2 separate regions of the Callithrix jacchus genome follow, and region 2 is linked to region 1. Evidence: chromatin contacts called from public Hi-C data. All regions are on one chromosome and are shown on one strand. Each heading gives the region's core, a stretch centred on a gene start, on an enhancer-like site or on the middle of the called end of the contact. The rest is flanking DNA. Distances are from core to core; before and after follow the strand shown. Region 1 has its middle 60 kb from the start of LRRC38. Region 2 has its middle 21 kb from the start of LRRC38.

Evidence for each region. A called contact is a pair of places that touch in the nucleus more often than the background predicts.
Region 2: a Hi-C map of skeletal muscle shows a contact between it and region 1, with 2.0 times the contacts expected there. The contact joins two enhancer-like sites. A contact is called at or near these places in 2 of 3 Hi-C or Micro-C datasets (both in skeletal muscle).

Annotation. Positions count from the first base shown.
Region 1 is chr7:50,753,808-50,757,526 of calJac240_pri, forward strand. No RefSeq gene overlaps it. Among named protein-coding and RNA genes, the nearest start is that of LRRC38, 60 kb to the right of the region's middle. Within about 2 kb of position 1,669, at least 1 of the 16 cell types and tissues checked has an H3K27ac peak or open chromatin away from gene starts, as enhancers often do. A contact at or near this core is called in skeletal muscle, where this site is marked.
Region 2 is chr7:50,835,036-50,839,044 of calJac240_pri, forward strand. No RefSeq gene overlaps it. Among named protein-coding and RNA genes, the nearest start is that of LRRC38, 21 kb to the left of the region's middle. Within about 2 kb of position 1,851, at least 1 of the 16 cell types and tissues checked has an H3K27ac peak or open chromatin away from gene starts, as enhancers often do. A contact at or near this core is called in skeletal muscle, where this site is marked.

The DNA.
Region 1 (3,719 bases), core at 419-2,918:
GCCTACCCAAGAACCAAACAAAGAAATCTGAGTGCAGACGCTTTCAGGGCCAGATGGCGGTGGCAGTTTTCCAATCTGAGATTATCCAAAAGAGTATAAACCCCTAGGCTCCTGCAGCAACTAAAATAGGGAGTTGGCTCCAGACAGCTCCTCCTATTGGCAATCTTCCTGATGAGCAAGTGTGAACTCCATGACCTTGCCCTTACTCCACGGAATTAATGGGGGATGATTCTTTCCTGTGAGTTGACCAAGCATCTTTCAGATGACCACACCGAGGTCTGGTGCGATAAAGGCCAGACAACTTTTCTTTTTAATCTGATCAGGGTTAACAAATTCAAATTCAAAATATCAGTTCCAAATTTGATTCACATCATACCCAGTAAAGCCTCAATGAGTATAAGTATGTCTCCTTTTTTTTTTTTTTTAAATGGAGTCTCACTCTGTCGCCCAGGCTGGAGTGCAGTGGCACAATCTTGGCTCACTGCAACCTCCACCTCCCGGGTTCAAGCAGTTCTCTTCAACTTCCGAGTGTCTGCCACCATGCCCGGCTAATTTTTTTATATTTAGAAGAGATGGGGTTTCACCATCTTGGCCAGGCTGGTCTTGAACTCCTGACCTCATGATCCACCTGCCTCAGCCTCTCAAAGTGCTGGAATTACAGGTTTGAGCCACTGCGCCCAGCTGAGTATAACTATGCCTTAAATAACGGAAGAGATATACTAAAAAATTAGTAGTTATTTAACTAGAATTTACATTGAACTGGGAGTTGTATATTTTATCTGGAAACTCTATGTCCGTATTTCCATTAAGCCCACTGTTTTAGGTAGTAGAACAAAAAGAAAGATACTAGAAGGTGCTAGGCCAGTGTGTGAGCTCTGAGCTTAAATCTACACGGGTTTAAATTCTAGATCTATGGCCGGGCACGGTGGCTTATGCCTGTAATCCCAGCACTTTGGAAGGCTGAGGTGGGCGGATCACTAGAGGTCAGGAGTTCGAGACAAGCCTGGCCAACGTGGCAAAACCCCATCTCTACTAAAAATACAAAAACTAGCCAGGCATGGTGGCAGGTGCCTGTAATCCCAGCTACTCAGGAGGCTGAGGCAGGAGAATCACTTGAACCTGGAAGGCAGAGGTTGTAGCGATCCGAGATCGAACCACTGCACTCCAGCCTGGCGACAGAGCGAGACTCCATCTCAAAAAAAGAAAAAAAGAAACACGCCCAAGTGTTGTGTGGAACTTTGGGGGAAGTCCTCTTTTTTTTTTCCAAATTTCATTCATTTATTTATTATTTTTGAGATACAGTCTCACTCTGTCGCCTAGGCTGGCGTGCAGTGGTGTGATTGTGGCCCACTGCAACCTCTGCCCCCTGGGTTCAAGCAATTCTCCTGCCTCTGCCTCCCTAGTAGCTGGGATTACAGGCTTGTGCCACTAAGCCCAGCTAATTTTTGTATCTTTAGTAAAGACGAGGTTTCACCATGTTGGCCAGGCTGGTCTCGAACTCCTGAGCTCAGGTGATCCTCCCACTTCAGCCTTCCAAAGTGCTGGGATTACAGGCGGAGCAACAGGAAGTCCTCTTAAAAGGGAATGGGGCGCCCTCCCCCTCTTAAGATGCTAAAGTGATGGCTGGAGTACAAGCAGCCGTCTTGGATCATGAGGTTCCTCCTGGAAGCCAGAGCCACAGTGAAAAAAAGCCTGGGCTCCTGGAATTGTGGGGTGGCCGCAAAATCCTCTACTGACCACCCAGTCTGAGAGAGAAATGAGCTTCCATCTCATTCAAGCCACTGTTACGTGTTCTGTTGTTGTCGTTCGCTTGTCTGTTGTTATTTGTAGCCGACTCGATCCTGAGTGATACACGGGGGTTCTCCTCCTACTTCGACATTAACCAGCTTTATTATTTATTTATTTTTATTTTTTATTTTTATTTAATTAATTTATTTATTTATTTTGAAGGAAAGGATGAGTGTCTAGGCTGAGGGAAGGAAGGAAGGTCTATTTATTTATTTCTTTTGAGACAGGGTTTCTGTCACCCAGACTGGAGTGTAGTGGCTTGATCTTGTTCTAAAATTCTGATTCCAGTCAGTCTGAGACATAAATCTTCCATAGCATGTATTCATAGCATCATTAAGGCAGATGGAAGGTGAGGCGTGGTTGTCACGGAGATGCCCCAGGGATGTTGCTTGTAGCAGAGAAGATGCTCAATGTCTGCTGAACAAACTGAAGGAAGCGGTGCCAGCAAATAGTCAGAAAGCCACTTATCATCAATCGGAAGGGTGGCAGCCTTTGGACTGGCCAAAGCGAGCCATTGTTCTTGCCTCGGGAGCCAGGGGATGGAGCAACGTAACTGGAAAGTGAAGGCTTCTTGTGCAAGAAATACAGAGATTGCTCAAACTAGACCACAGGCATAAATGCCCAGAGGAGGGAGTTCCAGGACACCTTGGAAAATGGACCCTACAAGTATAGCCCATCCAGTGCCTCCACTCCCAACAGCTGGTGAGGCTCTCCTGTAGGGGAAGGGATGTAGCCCGGAAAGGAGTGAGGTTGCAGCTCAAGGGAAGGGTTTCTTTCCCCAGGTGGCTGCCTCCATCAATGGGTGTCCTCTCTGTTTTGGAAGTTCTAGCCATATATTTATTTTACTTTATTTTATTTTTTGAGACAAAGTCTCGCTCTGTCACCCAGGCTGGAGTGCAGTGGTGCAATCTCAGCTCACTGCAACCTCCGCCTCCTGAGTTCAAGCGATTCTCCTGCCTCAGCCTCCTGAGTAACTGGCATTATAAGGGTGCTGTAGTATACCCTGTTAATTGCTGTATTTTTTCTAAGAATGTTTATTCAAGACTTGGCAGGGCCAGGCGCTTACACCTGTAATCTCAACACTTGGGAGGCTGAGGTGGGCCCATTGCTTGAGCCTAGGAGTTCAAGACCAGCCTGAGCAACATGGCAAAACCCTGTCTCTACAAAAACACAGAAAAAAATAGTGGGGCATGTTGGCATGTACCTGTAGTCCTAGCTACTTGGGAGGCTGAGGTGGGAGGATCACCTGAACCTGGGAAGTTGGGGCTGCAGTGAGTTGTGATGTCACCCCTGCACTCCAGCCTGAGTGACAGAGTGAGACCCTGTCTAAAGAAAAAGAAAAGACTGCTATTTTCCCTTTCCATATGAGAATTGTGTGGAACCATCAGAAACAAGACTTGGGGTTAAGAGTGCCAAGGAGATACAGAAATGTCTCTTGTGTCTGTTTCTCTTTCTTTTCTTTAAAACATGTTTCCTTTCTTTTCTAGGGCAGGGCCCATCCCCTGATCTGCCTCCCTACTCTCAGCCTTAATCATCCACTGCACTATTTATAGTCCTCATGCAAGATCCCAGCAGAAAGGAGGGCAGGGCTGACAGCAGTCCACCCTGGGATTGCAACTGATCCTCTTCGTCTGCAACACTGGAGCTGAGTTCTCCTCCAAGTGTCCGGAGTGCTCAGAGCGATGGAGCTGCTGCTGCCTGTGAGGTCACGACCAGTGCAGGGTGCCCCAGAACCTTGGGGTTTCCAGCGTTCTTTCTCTCCACAAATTCAGATCTCAAGGAGATTTTTTTTTCTTCAGACTCTGAGGCAGTAGCTGCACAGGGAGAAGTCCCAGGCTCCTATTAATAGTACCTAGACAGGAAGGTCCTGGAAGACACACACGGTGTTCTGAGGAAGAAAGACAAAGTTAGCCAGGTGGTGGTTCCTCGGG
Region 2 (4,009 bases), core at 601-3,100, 81 kb after region 1:
CTTTTAGCGATTGTAAATAGTGTGCTATGAACATCGTGATTACTTTCCTTTTTAGTATAATTCACCTAGTTGTAAGTTTATATGATTTAATTTTTAATAATAGCTGTGTTTATCAACCGACTTGCAAGATTCCTGCACATCTAACGGTTGGCTCTTAGGAGGGGCAGGAGTCGGACCCAGGACTCCCATGGTTGTCACTATCTGTACAGCTCTGGGCAGATGACAAAGCCCGGAATTATGAGTCAGCGGGTCGGTATTCTGGGGCCAGTGCAGCCTCTAACTCACCTGTCGTTCTGAGAACATCATTAACTGCTCTTGTCTTCTGTCTCGTTTCTAAAATAAGGCTGTTGGGCTAGATGATGCCTGAGGTTCCTCCCTAGGGAATCTTCTGTCTGATAAGTGGCTGGGCTAGGTCAACAGAGGAAATAAGCCCACGGTAACTTACCACCCAGCAGGTCAGAGAATGGCACACTCACTGTTCCTCTGCAGTTGAGCCTTGTTGGTTCCATCCCCAGGACCTGTTTTGATTGTCTTCTCACTGTGCTTTCTGTCTTCTCTTTCTAGCAGTCTTCCTGGAAGCTTCTTTCCAACAGCTCCCCTAGGTCTGGCTATGAATGCTCACTTTTCCCTGCACTGGGAATTAAGCCAATCTTTCTCCACTACTGGAAAATCCCATCACAGCAATCCCTATACCTGTCTCGGTAGTGCGGAGTAAAGCCTGCCTTACTGCCTGCAATGGTCATGAATGGTTTCCTTTAACAGACGGCATCCTATCTCCAGGTGATTGGTTCAGACGTGAACACATGTCCTAGCAGTTTCCGGATGGAGCTTTCGATGAAGAAGGCAGAGTAGGTCTTGGAGGGGACTGAGAAACAGAGGGGAAAGGCAAGCGAGGCATAGCAAGCCTAAAATCACTCAAGAAATTGAACAGATTAAGCAAAATGAGCAAATTATGTGTGTGAAGAACCATGTTAGTCTGCAAGCATTCATTGAGCACCTCCTGTGTGCACACAGAGCCCTTAATCAGCTCTGGACCAAGTACTTGGGAGGAAAGGAAGGTAATGGAAGGTACAACTCTTTTTGTTTGTTTGTTTTTGAGACGGAGTCTTGCTCTGTCGTCTAAGCTAGAGCACAGTGGCGTGATCTCTCAGTTCACTGCAACCTCTGCCTCCTGAGTTCAAGTGATTCTCCTGCTTCAGGCGCGTGCCACCATACCTGGCTAATTATTGTATTTTTAGTAGAGACGGGATTTCGCCATGTTGGCCAGGCTGGTCTCAAACTCCTAACCTGAGGTGATCCACCCACCTCAGCCTCCTAAAATGCTGGGATTACAGGCATGAGCCACTGCGCCCGGCCAGAAGGTACAATTCTGAGGACCCCAGGACTCAGTCCCACAAGACTGCCCCCACTGCAAAGCCCAGTTCCATGGGTGCGAGTTCTTGGTTCCACAGTCCTTCAACTCTAATCCGGACATCATTGGCTCATCAGAGAAACGCTGTTGATTATCTCTGGGTTTAAAGGGAAGCACTTAGGGAGAGCCACTCACATCAGACTGGAGACACTGAATTTGGAAATGCTCCAGTGTCTCACAGGAGACCAGCTGTCTGATTCTTTAGGGAGCAAATGACCTCAGCAGAGGGTGGAGTTTATCGCCAGAAAAGATGAGAGGAGGTGAGGGGGAATGCCTCATTGGAAGTGACACCTAATTACCAGTTTCTCATTCTGTTTCCAGGCGCTGCAAAATAGAGTCCTTCTGGGTATCTGGTCTACCCTTCACCTGCAAAGGCAAGACACACATACTAAGAGGGTGAATCAGGGCTGTTTCCTCAGCTTAATCACGAGCTCCGGTAAGGGCAGAAAATGAGCCTCACATTGTGACGCTCCATTTCCCACTCCTGCTTAGTTATTCGGGAGCTGTTGACGGGTGACACTTGCCTCGGAATTGCGGTGACTTTCAATACCCCTAAGTGTGGAATTTAAGGAGGCAGCCCTCTGCACAGAATGATAATGCATATTGGGGTGCGAAGGGATTGCTGCCTGGAAAACAGGAATGTATCTTAGAGGAGAAAGACCTTGCTGAGACGCTCAGAAAACTTGTGAGGTGATAGTTTTTGCTAAAACATACTGTTGGAAATAGATGCTTGGTGCCACGGAGAAAAATTAGCACTGAGACTAAAGATCTTTCAGCAACACAATTTTTACTCCCTGGACTGCAGGAAGGGCACTTTCACTAGCCATCCTGCCATGAGAGTACAAAGAACAAAGGGGATACATACAAATTTATCCCTTCCGCATTTGGGGTCGTCCTTACTGCTGTGTCTGATCTCCACTGGCTGGAGCCAGACCTCACAATCTAAACTAAAACCCGATTGGCTAACAACTTAAAACTTTTCTAAACAGGTAAAGCAATGGAGAGCTGGGAAGTGCCTGTGAGCACATTGAGCACAGATATCTTGGTTAAAATACAAGGACAGAGAATGTACTATGTGCCTGTAAGCGTGGCATGTCTAGCAGCTACATAGGATAGGGTTTAACGAAGTTATTAGCACACTTGTTCTATAACAAGAAAGGAAACTTTAAAAGGGAACTTTTCTACTTCCCACACATACCCATTGAAGGAAGCGAGGAGCAAAAGGGAGGGAGGGGATTTCTCATCTCGTCTGGGACATACATGCCTGTCACTTCGAGGATGAGATGTGTTGCTGGAAAGTTGAAATTGAAATAGTTATAGCCTGAATCACTTTTTCCATTACTTTCCTTGCAAAAATCGTTCCTTAGAATATTCTTAGGCTCTAGGAGGTAATAAAACCACAGCTAAGGCTACAGCAAACCTTTTCACGTGATCACTTTTTAGCTGCAACTCACCGTTTTCTTATATTTAAAGAAATCCATTCTGAAAAATACAGCATAAAATAGCTGTGGTTATTTCTCCATGTGGTACAATCGTTTCCATGTCAACAGCTGTTTACTGGAGAGTTTGTAAGTCTGGGGCACCTGGCTAAGCATTTTCACACAGTATCTAATTTAGCTGCCACCTCAATTCTGCGAGCTAGAGATTATCTCCTTTTTGGGAGATGTAATAATAAAATTTAGGAAAATTAAGGAAGTGTCCATGTTCACAAAGCAGCAGTGACAGAGCTGGAATGCAAACCCAGGTTGGAGCAAGTTTGGGCCAGGATAGTTCACCTCCACCACAGCTGCCTAATTTAAGGCAGTAAAATAAGAAACCTCAACAAAACAACCCCAACAGTAACAACCTCAGCTGCGATATGAGACAGGACAAAGCCCCGTTTTTTTTCTTTTAGACAGAGTCTTGCTCTTGTCACCCAGGCTGGAGTGCAGTGGTGTGATCTTGGCTCACTGCAACCTCCGTGTCCCAGGTTCAAGCGATTCTCTTGCCGCAGCCTCCCAAGTAGCTGGGACTACAGGTGCGTGCCACCATGCCCAGCTAATTTTTTGTATTTTTAGTAGAGACGGGGTTTCACCATGTTGGCCAGGATGGTCTCGAGCCCCTGACCTCGTGATCCACCTGCCTCGGCCACCCAAAGTGCTGGGATTACGGACAAGAGCCACCGTGCCCGGCCCACAGCCCCAGTTTCTAACAAGTTCTTTCGGAAGGCTCCTTTAAGAGGGTGAGGAAACCAGCTTTTGCTGTTCAGACCTCAGATCCAAAACTCTTTCTGAAATCTGTTGGCTGACATAACAGCTCGGGCAAGGCTGAATGGGTGTGATAAGACAAGGACCCAACCACTTAAAGCCAGTCTGGAAAGGACCAGGAGGAGAGCACCTCTCTGGGATACATGTCAGGAGTGAAAGATCTCCACTGCTGAAATTCCTGAAGGCCTGAGGAGTCCAGAAAGCCCAAGCTAGCAGATCCAGCCATTGATTTCCAAATTTGCTTTTCTAAGGATGCCAGTACTCCTTAGCTGTGTAGTGTCAGCCTCTAAGATGGCCCCGAATAGTCCCCCTTCCTAGTATTCACATCCCTGTGGAATCCCCTCCCACACTG